Regions from separate parts of the Danio rerio genome. Here region 1 is linked to region 2. The links are chromatin contacts, called in public HiChIP or PLAC-seq maps. All regions are on one chromosome and are shown on one strand. Each heading gives the region's core, a stretch centred on a gene start, on an enhancer-like site or on the middle of the called end of the contact. The rest is flanking DNA. Distances are from core to core; before and after follow the strand shown.

What was found. HiChIP or PLAC-seq counts read pairs in DNA pulled down with a chosen protein or histone mark.
Region 1: an H3K4me3 HiChIP or PLAC-seq map of gastrula embryo shows a contact between it and region 2, with 2.7 times the contacts expected there. The contact joins the enhancer-like site here to the promoter of mllt10 in region 2. A contact is called at or near these places in 7 of 18 Hi-C or Micro-C datasets (caudal fin, embryo, fibroblasts and 2 more) and 2 of 4 datasets of contacts at active chromatin or transcription factors (caudal fin and gastrula embryo).

What each region holds. Positions count from the first base shown.
Region 1 is chr24:21,068,019-21,071,206 of GRCz12tu, forward strand. It overlaps mllt10 (MLLT10 histone lysine methyltransferase DOT1L cofactor), which reads left to right. Exons shown (of 22, transcript XR_012399253.1): 15 at 1,878-1,950. Among named protein-coding and RNA genes, the nearest start is that of skida1, 54 kb to the left of the region's middle. Within about 2 kb of position 1,648, at least 45 of the 62 cell types and tissues checked have an H3K27ac peak or open chromatin away from gene starts, as enhancers often do. A contact at or near this core is called in caudal fin and gastrula embryo, where this site is marked.
Region 2 is chr24:21,010,971-21,014,225 of GRCz12tu, forward strand. mllt10 (MLLT10 histone lysine methyltransferase DOT1L cofactor) reads left to right here and starts at 1,426. Exons shown (of 22, transcript XR_012399253.1): 1 at 1,426-1,597. It overlaps skida1 (SKI/DACH domain containing 1), which reads right to left. Exons shown (of 4, transcript XR_012399262.1): 2 at 100-226.

The DNA.
Region 1 (3,188 bases), core at 398-2,897, 57 kb after region 2:
AAATTGATGATTTGTTCGCTGATTAAAAGACAGATTTAAAAAATCTAAAGAACACCAATACACATCCTTATAATACAATACAATCCTTGCTGCGTTTTCTCTGTGTTTTTAGATGTTTGTATTGTTTTTGCCAAATCTTTATTCTTCTGAAGTTAAAACATTAGCAATAAAAATATTATCTAATTCAAAATAATTTTACCAAATGTCGTCATATATGTACTTCACAGAATAAAAAAAAGGATAAAATAGGGGTTTCGTGAAATCATTATTATACTATACCAGCTGAAGTTTGGTGTTACCAAGTAGTATTGCGACACTGTAATCTTAATTCAAATCTTTGAAATAAAGAAAATGGTCAGAAATACTATGTTTTATATTTTATAATAGGCCTACTTGAACTGAATTTATAATTCCCTTATTATTGAAAAAAGTATTTGGACATCACTTCACCTAAAATGCATCAGTTCTTTTTATTTATTTTGTAGATAACTGACCATCAAAAAATACATTAAAATAAAGATACAAATTATACCAAACAAAATTTGTTTCAAAAAGAGCAAATTAGGCTATATGATAAGGTCAAAAATTGGGTTTTTCATCTGTTGTTGTTTTTTTAATCAGGTAAAATTCTAAAGTATTTTAAAATTTCACTTTGAGTTGTTCTTTTTAACAGATTGTTGCTGTTGTTTTAGCAGCTAAGTCAAATTGACAGGAACAGAAATTGACTGTTTCAGACGTGGGCTTGAACTGAAGTGTCAGAAAGCATGCAACAAGCTACCTTAAAAGGCTTGATTTCTACACGGTTTTGCAACCTTAAAGGGCTTCACAGACTATTCAAATAAAATGGTCTATTATTGCACACGTGTGAGCATTTTAGAGATTTTTCCACATGCAACATTATGTATTTAATAGATGGACCGTTAATGCCAGTATTTTGGAGCCATAGTATCAAGATACTACCATAGTACCGGTAAACAGTCCAACCCTAGAATAAAACACACACACACACACTAATAATCAATCATAGGATTCATGAGGCTTTGGCTCAATTTTTGTTGATTTTGGCTTGTGTTTTTCCCTTAAACTGGTCACCTGTTGCTCATAGGTCTCCACTGTGTCGTTGAAAGAACAGTTCCTGCTCCTGCTCTTTCTGTCTTTTCCTTTTTTTTTTTTTTTTCTTTTTTTTTTTTTTTTTCATACATTTGTGTAAAGTGATACCCGATGCTTTTGGGTCCAGTCTGCAATGCAGCCTCAGGGCTGATCCAGGGTCAGCTGAAGGGTCACCAGCATAATAAGTCATACCAGACTTTGGGCTGCTTGTACTGATGTGCCCACACCCCCACTGGAGCCAGCCTGCGCTTGAGGTGCTAGTGGGCTGGAAAGTGTTAAAAAGAACAAGACTAGAAAAAAAGGAAAGGAAGCAGAGAGGAAGAGGAAAAATGGGATTGGCTAAGTTTGACTTGAGGGGGGTGGGGAGCAAAGAGAGAGAGAGAGAGAGAAAGGAGGGGAGGGGGTTGTGCCTGGCCAGGCGCATATGTGATTCATTACTTTCACTGCAGAAAATGAAAAGCAGTGTCTGGCATGGGGCCTGCAGGCAGGGCGATGGGAGCCTCCATGGGGAAGAAAGAAGGGGTGAGGGAAAGAACTAAGGGAGGGGGAGAGAGAGAGAGAGAGAGAGGTGACTCAGTGACACACTTGGTGGTGTCAGTGTGCAAGCTGAGCCGCCAGAGAGACCACTCTCTAGCCCCTAGATGGATTTCTATGAGGGAGATCTGATGGCTACCAGTCTGGCGATGGATCGAGCGGTTTCCCAGGCTTCTCTGGTGCACACATCTGCACACCGGCTCCTTATCGACTGCTTTCTGTTTATCTTTCAGATCAGGAGCTGGGAGACGGAGCTCTCGGCTTCTCCAGAAGAGGAAACTCACCAAAGACAAACCTCTCCCCTCGGTAAGTCTTATTTACATTCCTGAGCTCGACTTCCCCTCCTCCAGGCTCCGACATATTCCACTCACCCTCCTTCCCTCCCTCCCCCTCAAATCACTTGGGTTCCTCCCTTGTGCGCTTGCCTTATGAACAGCAGGCATTTTGAACTCTCAGCTGTCGCCCGTATTACAGTTACAAACCGGCTTCAGAGTTTGACGTGGCAGTGATGTCTACATATGAGGGGAGAAATGCTGTATTTGTTACAAATCTGGCTTTTTGCGCCGCGACTGAGGATATAAAATGGATTAATACTGAAAAATCTCTCAGAGATGCATTTGTAGTTAAAAAGGTATGCTGATTTTTAGAGTTTTCTTCAGGTCGCTTAAGTTACTCGAGTTAACTTTTTTGTGTAGCATTGTTGTTGCTTTAGTATGTATTTAATGTTTATATAAATGTTTGAAGCATGCGTTACATTCATATTGATATTTTCAGATTAAGTTTATATATTTCTTGGTCATAATATGACCAAAACCCAATTGTGAAAAGTTTAATATCACATTAAACTCATTTATGAAATATTTTGCGCCGTAAGATTTTTGCATTGCACTTGCCTTTTCCTTAATTCTTGGATTTATGTAAACGTGGACATATTTGACAGCTGAGTTTTCATTTAGCTTTGTCTTCTTGCACATTACACCGCTTAAGGATAAAAGCTCTTTTATGTATTTGTTGACCCTGTGTTTTGCATTTTAAACAAATTGTCTGGGAATGTTTTTTTAAAATGTTGTCTGCAGCAGTACGGTTAGCACGCAAACATACAGCACTATGGTGCTTGTGGCAAAACCTGTTTAATTCGGTCTTTTGGTGATCCTTTTTCCTTTTCTTTGCTCCCAATTCTTTTCTGTCTGTGCTACTGTCCGATTAAAAATTAAAACCTGTAAACAAAAATATCATTGATAAATATAATGTCCACTATCTCAACAAATTTCTTTTACCGTCTTAGATGAACTACAAATATCTGTACGTGCCGTTTCTGTGCTTCTCAGTGAAGCGACCCGCCCGCACGGGGTGATATGGCTTCACAGTCCTTTGCTGGAGATTTATTGCCTTGTGGCGCTGATCTCAGCCCAGCTAATTACCCCAGAGATAGATTCACTTTTCCCTGAGAGCCCTGATGTAGAGCCCAGAGCTGGATGCATTCATAATAACACAGATCGCTGTCTGTCCAAACAAGAGCGCACTGAGATTTATGGTGTCAGAGA
Region 2 (3,255 bases), core at 176-2,675:
GTACACTTCCTCACCACACTCGACGGGCAGAAGGTGGCAACGTAAATAAACTCGAGTTTATAAAGATTTTCAAGGGAGTGTGTATCCTCCAGGCTATACCTTTCCAAAAGAGTCTCCTGTTGATTCAGAGCACGAGCAGTTACACTCCTGTTAATCCTTCCAGCGTTGAGTAGTGCCAACACAATCTCACGGCAATTCGTAACAGCTCCTGGTACAACTGCTTGGTCTAACAAACGGACAAACAAATTGTTTATATACCAGCAAATAGCCTACTTAAACAACACAGATTTTTATTGACAAATATTGCCAGCAAATATACGTTACATATCTACAAAATAAGCGTAAGCCTGCTAAATTTATAGATTTATAAGATCGTTTTATTTAAGCTCTATATTTATTATATCACTTGTTCACAATTTAGACTCAAACTTTGTTGAAGTTTTACAGATGTTTTGACATGAATCCTAGGCATTCTCTAAAAAACGTTGGATTTGCATTAATAAGCCATGTAACATTTTTGTTTTTCTCTCGCAAGTATATAAATGTCATTTGAATGTTCTACAGTAGCACTGTTAACAGTCAATTTTTATCCCAACCTCCACTGAACTTTTTTCCAAGGGGCACACATCATTTGAAAGACAACACGCAGGTCCCGGTCCTTTGATTCTGAAACCTCACAGCTTGAACAGCCCTCAATTGTGACATGAGTGATAATGATTGATCTTCGACCCAGTGTGCATTCATCGTCGTAGGTGAAGAGTTGAGAGGTTTGAAGAAATTTTTGCTGTCTTGTTTTAAGTCTACTTATTTCAAACTTAATCACTTTTTGTAAAAAAAAATCACGTTAATTAAGATTATCCAGTGATCCGTGAATGAACGCGCACAACTTTTGCATTTATTACATCCAATAAATCCAATTTACTGGAATAGCGTTGAAAACATTTATATAGGCTTATAGCCTGTTTGTATGTGTTTAATTTAGGCTATACCATATTTTGCATGGCATGCAAGTAAATCATTTAAACATGGCTACATCCTACAACATTCAGTTAATCTGACAACAAACCCACTCAATTTAATTTTGAGCAAAAAAAAAAAACAAAAAACAAAACAATAGGACAGAAGTCAGTAAATTAATGTGGTGATAAGCGTTAAATATTTATATACAACTTTAGCCTAGATATTTAAACAAGCAACTGGTTTCTGACTTTTTCCACATTTTAAAAAAATTGATATGATAAACTGTGTTGAGTTCACAAGCGTATTTTTTTGTAATCACGAATTTATTACATTTACTATTTGATTGGTTCTAACATCTCTCTGGGACAGTTTTAAATTTGACTCATTTATGCAGCGAAACCAGGATGGGCCCTGGATCCGAAAACGTGACGGACTCACCAAGTGGGGGTCCGCATGGGCTACCTCACAACAACGTGCGCGGAGCCTCAAACAGCATGGGAAAGACGTCCGGTGACTAATAAAAGCGCATTGCAATTATTTTTCATCAAGTTAAAGCAATCAAATGTGCGCTTACTTTTCGCAAAGGATCGTGAGCTCTAAGTTTGATGAAGAAGATTCTTACTTTAGAGAGTGTGAGGTAAGAGGACGTTTGTTCGTCGTGCTTTAGCTAACAATAGGAGAACAAAGAACACATTTCTTTTGGTTTAAAGTTGTGTTGTAAATTTAGACGGGGTAGCTTTAGTGTTTTAGCGATTTCTGACGAGAGTGTAATATTTATTTAATGGCATTATGCCAGTTTGAACATTACATTTTAGTACAATAGTTTATTTTCATTCACTAAAAATTTGCATAACCAACATAAAATCACAGAGGAAGTAGATATATCCTGTTAAAGTTTTAATACAATCAAAACTTATTGCGCAACTACTCCGATAAATTATTATTGTCTATAAGCTTCTTTCAAGGTGATGTAGTTCACGTATGAAACAACGTCAACATCATCAAATAACAGTTTAAATAGCGATTAACACAACCCATCTCTTTCACACACACGTGTAGGCTATACTCAGGACAGCTCCAAGCCTGTAAGCCCAATGTTTCTATCGCGTCCATAAAAATCATGAGACGCTTGAACTCGCTCTAAACAACTCCGTTTAACTAAAATAAATACACGCTTTTAAAATCAAACATTAAAAACATTTAAGTGTTATTGTCGTTTCAATTATGGGCTATAAATAGTTCATTCGCATCTCAAACACATTCTTCTTGTTGAACGTATGAGTTGGTACATGCAATCTTGATTTACAGAACGAGCTGGTTGGGGGTGGGCTGAAATAACCTTTCACCTTGCCGTGTCATATCTGCATGTGTATGTGCCTGCCCCTGAGTTAGTTACCCACAAGTCTTTGCGCAATAGAGAAGTCGTGCCACAGGCAAACTTGTCCTATTAGGAATCGGGATCTGGAGCATCCCTGCCCTTGAAAGAAAAAAAACTAAACAAAAACACGTCGTCTATTTCACCCTGTCTGTTTGACATTTGTAACAGACTTTAACGCCGCAACGAAAGATTATTTAATCGTAAAACCTGTGTGCCCCTTTATGTAAAAATAAGCCAACATCACCTGTGCCTGAATATAAGGTATGATTATGAAGAATGATAAGTATTTTCATTAGATTCACGGAAAGTTATAGGCTAAAGCTAATTCCTGTAACCATAAACATTCAGCCATAAACAGCTAAAGACACTGCGTTATTTCTGTATTAATCGTAAACCAATTTATTACAGGATACGATATTAGGTAGGCCTATGCCATATTTGTACATTACAAGCATCTCCATATAAACAAACCCGATGGACATAAATTTGGTCTAGATACCTTTGTCTACTTGGCCTAAACGTTTAATAAATAATAATACTAATAGGCCTAATAATAACAACTACGTTTGATAATAATCTTAGTGCAGGCTATAAAAAAATTACCATCTAATGTAAAACACATAACTGTAGGTGTAGTAGCTGAGTGTAAATAATAAGCCTAATAATAATTAGGTCACATTTGATAAGCTTTATAGTGCATGCTATAAAAAACAAAGCTAACCTCTAGTGAAAAATACATATAGGTCTAACAGCTGAATGCATGATATCAGCTATTAAATCTCGTCGTTTGTCCTAAAGCTAATTTTATAAACTGTCTAATAAGCATATTGATTGCATATTTGTGTGAGGCAACGTAACAACCATAATGCGAACTTGTTGTGGCATATCGATGTCAACATCTGCTGACAGGATTAGGG